Regions from separate parts of the Rattus norvegicus genome. Here region 1 is linked to region 2. The links are chromatin contacts, called in public Hi-C maps. All regions are on one chromosome and are shown on one strand. Each heading gives the region's core, a stretch centred on a gene start, on an enhancer-like site or on the middle of the called end of the contact. The rest is flanking DNA. Distances are from core to core; before and after follow the strand shown.

Region 1 (5,604 bases), core at 47-2,546, 95 kb before region 2:
GATGTGCTTTTCGTGCTTCAAATTATTAAGCGGTAAAAGGAGACATTAAGGCAATAAAAAGGCAGTATCTAAGATGTAAAAGTGTGTGGGTGTGTGCTCCTGTCTTTCTAGTCCTAAGTTTCCTCATCTATAACTACAGAAATAATCTTTGGAAAATGTCCAAAATACAAAAAGGTAGAAGTGTGAAAATGAAGTATTCGGTCTGGTTAAACAGAGGTGAGGAGGACCAAGCGCTACTGACTACAGAGTGATCCCTCAGAAACTCTAAAATCCTAAGGCCCAGAAGACAACCATTTAAATTCTGACTCTTCAGAGGGCTTTTCCTCCTTCCAGAAAGTGGTAATGTTTGGAATCTGAAAGCCCGGGTTTGAAAAGATTGCTTTTTCTTCTTCTCAGAACTGTTGAAAACTAATTTTCATAACGTCAAAATCATTTATTCTCAAACAATGACAATCTCGTATACACTAACCACGTTTAAAAATACATCAGGCACATTATTCCAACTAGCAGGAAACTTGGGGTGGGAGCGGCAACATAGATTGCTTAGACTCTGACTTCTGTGGATTTCTAAATATCATGTGGTGCTTGAGAGAAGAGAAAAATATACTTCGGATGGTGAAATGTGCAAAACATCTAAAACTCCAGTTGGCAGAAGGCTCTCTCTACAGCCAGCTGTCTTTCAAGAGGATCCGAGTGTATTTACAACCTACAAGCAGAAGGGAGCTAAGCCTCAACTAAACTCTAACATAAAGAACTTTCCTCCAATATACAAGGCCAAAATGATGCAAAACCTGTAGTTTACTTCAATGAGTTTGCTCCAAGCCGGAATAATGAATGAATTGGAGGCATTACTACGGAGTTGGGGGGTCTCACTTTCAGCCCAGCGGGTGAGTCTCCAAATCCAGAGGACTCACCGGCTGGTCTGTTCTAGGGGAGACCCCGCAGCAGGCTCCCCGAACCCGAAAGTTCGGCGGCCGCTAGTGTCCGCCCCGCCCGGCCGAGGGTCGCGCCCCTTCCCTGCCGCCTCACACACCCCGCCCCCGCCCCCGCCGCGCGTTAACCCCTCGCCGCCCGGCGCGGACTCCAGGAGGAGGCCGCCCAGGGGGTGGAGTTGTCGCGTCTCCTCCCGGGATCGCCCGGGCAGACGCCCGGCTTGTTTACAGGCCCCAGGCCTGGCTGCCGCCGCACAGGCCCGCCCGCCCTCGCCCTGGCCCTCGCGCCGCGCTTACCCGGAGCAGCCGCGGGCGGGCGGGTCCCTCGGTCGGCCGGGGCGGCGGTGGCGACGGCGGCCGGGCACGGGGTCCCGCGACGGCGGCCGGGCCCGGGCGGAGGAGGGGAGGAGCCGGGCTGGGTCCGGGCCCCCGGCTCTCGGAGCCCTCGCGGCTCAGATCATCCGGGCGTCGGAGCGGGAGGCAGAGAGCGGGGCCCGCGGGAGGCGGAGGAGGCGCCGAGGATTCATCGCTTTCCGCCCCACCTGCCTGGGCCCCCCTCCCCCCGCCCCAGCCACCCGATCCCAAGCTGCGGACCCGGCCGGCGCGGAGACCACGGCGTTCTAGCTCCTGCGCGCGCTCCCGCCCCTAGCGCCGCCGCCGCCTCTAGCGCGGCCCCGCGCACGCGCGCTCTCGACCGCGCTGCCCCTCTCCCTGCCCGGTCCCGCCCCGCGCCGCCGCTCCCCCCACCCCCGGCCCTGCAGCTGCGGCGCGGCCCATGGGCTGGAGAGACCCGGATGTGGGAGGGCCGGAACTGCGGCTAGGGCGGGGGAGGGGCTGTGGTGACGTCACTGCCCTGCGCTGCTCCTTAGCCGGCTGCTGTGGGGCCGCCGGCGCCGCGGGCTGATCCCTTGGGAGCCTCGAAGTCCTGGGTGGGAGCCAGGCGCGCGGCCTTCGTGCTAGAGCGCGGAGGGCCCCCTCCAAACCCGGCGGTCTTCGTCCACACCTGACTCTTACACCTGCCTACAGACGCCAGTCATCAGGTGCAGTCTCGGTTAGGGCCCGGCGTAGGGGAGTCAGCCTGCCCTTCGACCTCAGGGGGCCCACACGGCTGCCACGGCCATACCGCAATCGTGCGTGTGCAACCAGTTCACGCCTTGGGACACGTGCCTCGAGCTTCTGGCGGGTTGTCCCTGAGTCGCTCTAGGGATTCCGAATTGTATTTATGTGCACGTTACAGGGTCACGTGATCCGGTCTCAACGGACACTTCCAAAGACCTCCAAAGGGGTTAATGGAACCGAGGATTATTATTTTTTTTTTAAATCTAGAGGGTAACCAGAAACATGACAGCTGCTTTCATGAAGAGCTAGAGATGAGCTAAAGGTAATTGAAGCTGCACGTGCAGGCGACCAGAATCCAGTTTAGCTAGCTAGACCACAGAAAATCCGACCCACGCTGCTTGCAGACGCCGGGATAGAATGACAAACCCTAGGCAGCCAATGAATCAGAGCTGGAAAGCAGTACATCACCAGTATGAGTTCCCATTGGCTGGGGTGCCTTTCCAGCTTTTCAGTCACTGCTTAACCCTTACACCAAAATCGCAGGAATAGAAGTTTAAGAGAGATTCTGGTATAATACAAAGAAAAAGCATATATTCCGTTGAAACAGGCTAATGCTTTAAATAGATATATATATATATATATATATACATATAATATATATGTTATATATAATATATGAATATATATATATTATATATATATGTAAAAACTATTAGCCACATAGAGTTCAAGCCAGTAAGATGAATTGCACTGTGGCCTGCCCCCTCTGGAGCTTACTGAGATTTGCACCCTGCTACTTTGTGTCTGTTAAAAACAACTCCATTGTCTTGACTCAAAGATCAAATGCAACCTGCTTTTCGCAGACTATCATTCCATAAACTATTTCTCTACTTTGGATATTGTGGAAACCATGTCCGATATTTTCACCATGACTTGTGGAAAATGATTCTCTTTCTTCACTTTCACACCTGACATCTAACGGCAGGACCACCTATGACTACCAGTTGCCAGCAGACCCACTGACCCTCCAAATCACTCAGTATCTTGGGAATAAGATGAATATGTAACATCTCCAGGTATATAAAGTAAAAATAAAATTCACTATACAGTTCTTAGTTCTTTTCTACACAAGTGGAGAAAAAAATGAAATTAGATGCAGAATCTTTTAATGAAATGCCACTTTATTGGGTTATATATTATGTATACAGGACGGTTTATTTAAGTTTTATTATTGATGTGGGGATTAAAGTCAGGTTAAGTCCTCAACCACTGAATTCTGTCCTCAGCCCTGGTTAGGGTTTGTGTTATGTGCATGTGCTTGTTTTGTTTCATTTTGTTTTCTGAGACAAGGTCTCTGTGTAGCTCTTGTTGGCCTCAAATATACAGGGATCCTCCCAATCTGCGTCTGGGTTGTTGATGGAACAAGTGTGTGCCACCATACCTGACTCAATTCATAGTACTTTTAGTACTTGAACAAGTTACTGCATGATGGACATTCGAGTGGATTTGTCAATGTTCCAAGGTAGAAAAGTAATGTGACAGTCACTATTTAGTGCTGTGTGTGTGTGTGTGTGTGTGTGTGTGTGTGTGTGTGTGTGTGTGTCAGAATGGAGTCTTAGACTTCCCAGGCTGTCCTTAAACTCTTATGAAACTGAGAGGGACATTAACTGGTCCTCCTGCTTTCACATCCCTACTCCTGCGGTGCACCACCACACCTGTCTACAGTGCTCTTAAGCAACACATTGTCTTGTTGAGAGAGAGGAGCTGAGTCATCTGTGGCAATGTACACTATAGGAAATTGGGAGGGTTTTCTCTGGGTTTACATTTCTGCAGTCTCTCTGTTCTAGCTTTGTAAGAAAACCTGGGTAACAGAAGAGGCAGATAATATACAGTATATAAAATATAATGAGATTTTTTTTTTCAGGCGTCTTCCTGGTGCATAACAGACAACTGGTCAACTGTGTCTACCAAGTCTCTGGACACCATCTGTGGGGATGTTGTAGTATGTAGGAAACTTGTGGGCCATAAGTTTAACATTTAAAAGATTGGAATTAGACATTCATATTGTCTAATATAAGATGTTCAATTATGATATTCCCTTCTAGTATCAAAATTTTGGTGTTGTTGATGAGACAGGGTCTCAGAAAATAAATAAAATAAACTGCCATGTAAAAGTTAAAGATGAGACACACCTAGTTCCTATAGGAAGCCTTTTCTGGGTCCCACTCTTAAATTCAGACAAGGCATGGCCAAGCCCTTATCTGCTGTGTTTACTACTTCCAAAGTATTAGTCCTTCCTTTATGACCAATCTCAAGTCATCAAAATTAAGTCTCTGAGTTTCCACCACTTAGACATAATATGCACATATTACCACCTCAGAAACACACATAGCCCTGGCTATCCTGAAATTCACACTTCCCTCAGCCTCTGAGTGCTGGGATTAAAGATATGACAACCATGAGAAAAGGGACTTTGGAAATAAGAGGGATAACTGTTTTTCACGTTTGAACTGTTAGACTTTAATCCTCTAACCAGTGTTTGAAGTCTTCACAACAAATTTTGGTGACATATCAGTTTGATCGTTTTTGCAGAATAATTTTTTTTTTAGTTAACAGAGAAAGGAAGTCAAAAGGTATAGTTTCAAAGTACTAAATTTACTGTGCTCCTGTAACCTAGGAGTGAGTGAGGCAAAGACAAGGGCTTCAGTAGGGAAGCTAAGACCAATACACTTAATACTAAACATGAATATTAGAGTAGTCCAGTGCTGGTGCATGCCTCTAATCCTATCACTCAGGAGCCAGAGGCAGGCGGAGCTCTGTGAGGGGCCAGCCTGGTCTACAGAGTGAGCTTCAGGACCGCCTGGGCTATACAGAGAAACCCTGTCTCAAACAACAAAGACAAACAGAAGGACCCCAAACCACTAGTACACAAAATTAAAGCCTAGTACACTCAATACTCTCTCCATTATTAAAGATGAACTATTAATATACATTTAAAAGAAAAAGTATGTGGGGTTACATTTCTTATTGCATAACTATTATGGTGCATCCAGAGGCTCAGTCTGAGATGGCCTAAAACCCAGGCCTTTCCAAGTGCTTCTCCTGCATGTAAATGATCCTCCAGGATGCCGAGAAGCTCCTTCCCCCAGCCAGCCAACCGTCCTTCCACAGAAAGCTGAGCACTGCCCAAGTACAAAGCCAAGCAGCCCAGAGGTCCGCCTCTCCCTTCCTCTGCTTCACTACCTGGTTTGGGGTTTTCTTTCTCCCATAGCCACTTCGTGTGTCCTCCTCTTGTCTGCTTTCTTCTTGTCTCTCTTCTCCCTTTCTTCTGTACTCCTTTTATATCCTTTTCCTTTCTTGCCCTCATTTTTCTCTTCCTTGATTTGAAAAACTTAATCCAAAATTTAGTTTCTGTTACCCATTTTTTCCTGAATTTGAACATACGAAATAGCCCTAAACTAATTTTATTCAGGGATGGGGTGCCCCACCCCATCCCCTCCCTCCCTCTTCCCCCTCACCATTTCATGGTAATGAAAAACAGCAGTTAAAGAATGAGAAGGATTAGAGAATCAATGCCCTGTGTGACATCACTGCTGAGGTGGGGGTGGGTTAG
Region 2 (5,392 bases), core at 1,847-4,346:
CAGACCTCACAGTCCAAAGTCTCTTGTTGTCTGCTCTTTCTCACTGGTGAACGGAATAAATGAGGATAGTTTTGTGTCACAAAAACATGAGCAATAAATATGTTATCTAATGATGACTGAAATGGATTCACTAAAACATAACTGGGCTCAATGGTAGATGACTTGGCTAGAATTATTTGGCCCTGGGTTTGAATTTCAGCACACACACACACACACACACACACACACACACACACACACGAGAAGTGGAGGAGTACACAGAGACAGAGAGGTGGGGGTATAACTGTATTCCAATTGAATTACTGAATTATGCTATTATTCAAGTGAAAAATAATTTCTGAAGTTGACATTTGTTTGTTTTCTTTCTCTAATGCAAAAATAATCATGTGGATTTTTTTTTATTTCATGTGCATTGGTGTTTTGCTTGCATGTATGTCTTAGTGTAAGGGTGTCAAATCTTGGAGTTACAGACAGTTGTGAGCTGCCATGTGGTTGCTGGGAATAGAACTCAGGACCCCTGGAAGAGCAGTCAGTGCTCTTAACCACTGAGCCATCTCTCCAGCTCTATGTGTGGTTTTATTGCAGCTTTTTAATTAGCCAAAGTCTTCCAGAGAAACAAAAACACATACATATTTATCGGTGGTGGTGAAGAATTGGTTCACATGGCTTTGAAGTGCAGCAGTCTGAAGTCTCTGACACACAGGCAGCTGGAATTTCGGGGGAGAGGAGAGGTAAGTGGAATCCAAGGGTCGTCTGGAAGCAAGATCTTCACTTCCTAGCTTTCAGCTGTTTTCTCATAAAGTTTCAACTAACTGAATTTCCCACATTATGAAGGGTAGGATGTGTGTGATTTACTGAAAGTCTGTTGATTCAAATGCTAAATACATCTTTAAAATACCCTCACAGTAATATCTAGACTGATATTTGAACAAAATTTAGATATCATAGTCCAGCTGAGTCAGAACATATAACCAATTAATTAATTAAAAACCTGGAGTTTTTGTCTTGTTTCATTGTAGGCTCTCACTGTGTAGCACTGCTTGTGCTGGGGCTCGCTATGTAGACCACACTGGCTTCAAACTCAGAGAGATCACATGCCTCAAACTAAGAATTTCTTTTTTTTTTTTTTTCGATTTATTTATTTATTTATTTATTATATATAAGTACACTGTAGCTGTCTTCAGATACACCAGAAGAGGGCATCGGATCTCTTTACAGATGGTTGTGAGCCACCATGTGGTTGCTGGGAATTGAACTCATGACCTCTGGAAGAGCAGTCGGGTGCTCTTAACTGCTGAGCCATCTCTCCAGCCCAAGAATTTCTTATGTTAACAAAAGGAACACTTAGTTGAACACAATAACTACACATGTTGGTTTGAAGGAAACATTCATACCAGATCAAATTATCATATTAAAAGATCCACTTGGGGGCCGAGGAGACAGCTCAGCAGATAGAGGCACCTGGTAGTAGGAGTTTGATCCCTAAGACCCACAAAGTGTAAATAGAGTCTGACTTCCAAAAATTGTCCTGTGAACCCCACACATGTACACATACATACATGTGCACATCCACACAAAAGCTAAATAGATTTTAGTAACATTTTATTATTTTTTGTGTACATGAATGTTTTGTCCGCAAGTATGTTTGTGCACCGGGTGAATGTCTGATGCCCTCTGAGGTCAGAAAAGGGAACTGAATCCCCTGGGACAAGAGTTACAGACAGATGTGAGTTGCCATGTGGGTGCTGGAAATTGAACCCAGGTTCTCTGCGTGGGCAACAAGTGTTTCTTAACAGCAGAGCCAACTCTCCAGCTCCAGCAAAAGCAGTCTGAACCTCAGCCTTGGTGCTTTGATCTCCAACACCCACACAGTCTAATCCCTAGGGGTGGACAGGGAGAGATCATACTTTCCTGCCAGTCCCCCAAGCCTACTGTCCCAGTCATCTCCACAGCTGGGGGTTGTGACCCCAATGCAACACTAGATCCACCATAGTCCTTGCCTTTTACAGAAGGGAAAACATCTGGATAAGGCTCAGCATGAGACTCTGTGTGGTGTTTTAAGACATCTTATTATCAATAATGTGCTGCGAAGAAAATGAAGTTCACATGGCCCAGGTGACACACCAGCTAGAGCGATTAAAGTTTAGCTAACTGACGTACATGCACCTTGATCTACACCACAGCAACGTCTGATTAACACTAGTTCAAACATTTACTGCATAGAGCACTCTGCAGGTGCAAACTATAGGCCTTTGTAAACCTCCTCACTGCAATGAAAAAATAGTGACAACTTGTAAACACAGCACCAACAAATACCGGAAGAAAGAATAAAGGCAATCGCTGTGCACAGTGGCCTTTTCTCATTCAAATGATATCAAATGATCGAGATATCATTTACATGGGGTGTCAAGGGACACCAACCTGGGTGTTTTTAACTCCCGGAACTTAACAACAATTGCGTTCCAGCCCAGTTAATCTTATATTCTGATTTGGCTGAGCCATGATATTCAGCTTTTGGCCAAATGAGTATCATTTGTAATATTTTTCTAAACATAAGTGGACCATCCACGCGGGCAACCCAGTTTAACTGCTGGGTTACTTCGGTACGCTCATCTTGGTCCACACGCTTAAAGAGAAAGAAAAACAGATTAGGAAAAGGGGTGAAGGAGTGAGGGTTTGGCTCAGCTGTTGGGAACTTGCCCAGCGGGTAGAAGGACCTGGGCACAAGTCCCAGCGTGGAGTGGGGGATGGGACCCGGGGCTAGGAGCGGGCAGCATTGTTCAAAGATAGATTGTTTTGTTTCTCTCCAAGGCACCACCAAAGCCCTGAAAAGCACGTCGTCCTAAAAAGGGCTATAAAAGACTTGTTCATGCCCTCACAAGTCTTGTTGACTGCTCTCCCAACAGCAGTGCCCCAAGTAATTTTGTTTCCCATGCCTTCCATTGCAACACACCGCAGGGACGCGTAGAGTTCCAGTTCTGGAGCTCGGCGGTGTTTCCCCAAAGCCGCGGTGCAGCCCGGGACCCAGATGAAGCCCCGCCTTCGGGGACTCTCTGGGTGGAGCCCCGGGGTTGTGACCCGCGGCGTAGATGTAGGGCGCCGACCGTCTTCCGCTCGCCCACAGAGAGGGGCAGGCAAGTGACAGCCATGAGCTGGGAGCTGCTGCTCTGGCTGCTGGCGCTGTGCGCAGTGATCCTGCCCCTGGTGCAGTTCCTACGCTTCCTGCGGGCAGATGCCGACCTAACCTTGTTGTGGGCCGAGTGGCAAGGGCGACGCCCAGGTGAGCATCCTCAACTGCCTGCGCTCTAAGGGAGAGCCCCTGCAGCGAGTGGCAGAGGAGCATCCTGAGCTCCGCTGACAGGGAGCAGGGCAGAGGTCCCTCTGGGTAGGATGGAGTCTCTGTTGCCAAGCTGAGGCTTGCCCAAGGGTTGTGTGTCGGGGAGGAAGAAGCAGTAGGTAAACAGGCGTACTCACTCTGTCCCTTGTCTTAATTCGAAAATGGGACTGATTTGCCCAGACTAGGATAGAAAATGTAAACTCCAAGAGAGAACTGCAATCCTTTGATGCCTGCAGGACACAGACTTCTTCAGTAGGATCCCACGGATCCCGGGACACTATCAGGGACGGCACCATAGAGAGCAGAGTGTACCCCTTGCTTTGTAAGAGGCCCAGTTGTCTGTTCATCCCGAAGATTTTATATCCTGTGCTTTTTACTCTCCCAAAGCACTGAAAGAAAATTTGGTCTGACTCACCACCCCCTTACCTACTCATTAGGCTAAAAATTTCACAATAGAAAGCACTGAGGTGGCATTTTGCTCGGAGGGAGATCATGCTGGGTACACAAGGAGCATTGCACCTGCTTCGCTTTGGCCTACGGCTTGCTCGGTGTTTGATGTTCACTTAATGCGTGATTCACAGGCTTTGACATATCAGTCCACAGATACTGCTGTGTGTCATGTCATGTCACGTAGGCAGTGTGCTCAGCCTCGGACCTTTGGAGGGAACAATTCTTATAACACGGGCATTATTCGTATTGTTTTGTCAATACGAATACCTGCCCTAGGTAGGCTTTTTTTGATCCTTAAAGAAGTAAGTGGGATCCCATTATTCACGGTGAAAAATACACACAGAGAGCACCTGAGAAAATGTGCTTTGAAGTCGCTGGTGACTCAGAAGGTACTGTATTCAAAGTCAACGGGGCAGGAGTAGGTGAAACCTGGGTCCTGCAGACTGAGAAAAACAGGTGATAGTATTTTATGTCCCTCCCAAACTCTGGATATCCTTGCTGTCTTAGTTCTGAAGCTGCGTTTCCTTGGCTCTAACAGTTGCAGCACTGACAAAGGCAACCGCACAGTGTGCTTGTGAATTCCGTGCTGCAAAACTGAAAATGTATGGCTGTGACCTGGAGACTGTCTCTCATTATTGAGGGCAAGAATCCCTGAATACCCCATACATCTGTTAACTGTAACTCTTCACCGAGCATTGTTTAAACAGATTTGTGTCAGTTCACAGCTATCGGCTGCCTGTGGGTGTTGTTTGTGTTTGGCCTCAGTGCTTTTATTAAAATGGAAGATTTAATCCGTTTATAAATTATATGATCATATAAAAATTATTAACATGTTAATTATGTTTGAAATGTAAAAATATTAACAGCATCCAAATACATATCAAACACCAATCTGAGCTAGGCAGAGGTGTGTAAGAGGGGTGAGGGGTGTTTTGAGAGGTCTAATAGCAGCAATTGGGTGTGTTTAGTCTTAGAGAAGACAGGACTTTGGGTATGGAAGCTCCCTCACGTTAGGGAGAAGCAGCTTCCACATCTTGTGAGGGATGAGACAGAGTGGTTAAGGGCCTTGGGAGAGATTTTTCAAGCTGGGTTGGACATTAAACTCTAGGTTTCTTGTCAACTCTCAGAGTCTGTTTTCTTTTTTCTTCATGATTGCCAGATTCTATGGAAACACTTAATGAACAAAAATGGATGCTAAATTAAATTTCCCACTTCAGGATGAGAAGATGGGTTTCATATCTGTCATCACGTGAGCATAAACTTGAGCCTGAGAACATTTTTACTCTGGCTTTATATAATAGGTGTTAATTGGTGTAAAAAAAAGTTGGACTATGTTAATTGAGGCTGATTAGTAACAGTTACAAAGTAAACGGTATGTAGGGTAATGTATAAACAAGCTTTTAGTAAGCAGTTGTAAATGGCTGTCTGAGTACACATCTCTTACTTGTGCAAAGTCTTGAAAGCATTTTACCTGAAAGGAAAGCTTTGTTTACATAGTTTGGTTATTTCTAGGACAAGTTATATGTGTCCGAATGTCTAAGAAGCAGTCGGGTTTTAAAATACTGTTTAGGGCTTTGGCTATGGTTTGATGATAGTTCCAATGTT

Evidence for each region. A called contact is a pair of places that touch in the nucleus more often than the background predicts.
Region 1: a contact with region 2 is called in a Hi-C map of liver, with 3 times the contacts expected there. The contact joins the promoter of Ppm1a here to the promoter of Dhrs7 in region 2. A contact is called at or near these places in 1 of 12 Hi-C or Micro-C datasets (liver) and 1 of 1 datasets of contacts at active chromatin or transcription factors (oligodendrocytes).

Annotation. Positions count from the first base shown.
Region 1 is chr6:97,174,835-97,180,438 of GRCr8, reverse strand. It overlaps Ppm1a (protein phosphatase, Mg2+/Mn2+ dependent, 1A), which reads right to left and starts at 1,296. Exons shown (of 6, transcript NM_017038.2): 1 at 1,230-1,296. LOC120103550 (a long non-coding RNA gene) reads left to right here and starts at 1,387. Exons shown (of 4, transcript XR_010052268.1): 1 at 1,387-2,313; 2 at 2,977-3,067; 3 at 3,916-5,604.
Region 2 is chr6:97,081,448-97,086,839 of GRCr8, reverse strand. It overlaps Dhrs7 (dehydrogenase/reductase 7), which reads left to right and starts at 3,096. Exons shown (of 7, transcript NM_001271394.1): 1 at 3,096-3,280. The coding sequence starts at 3,148.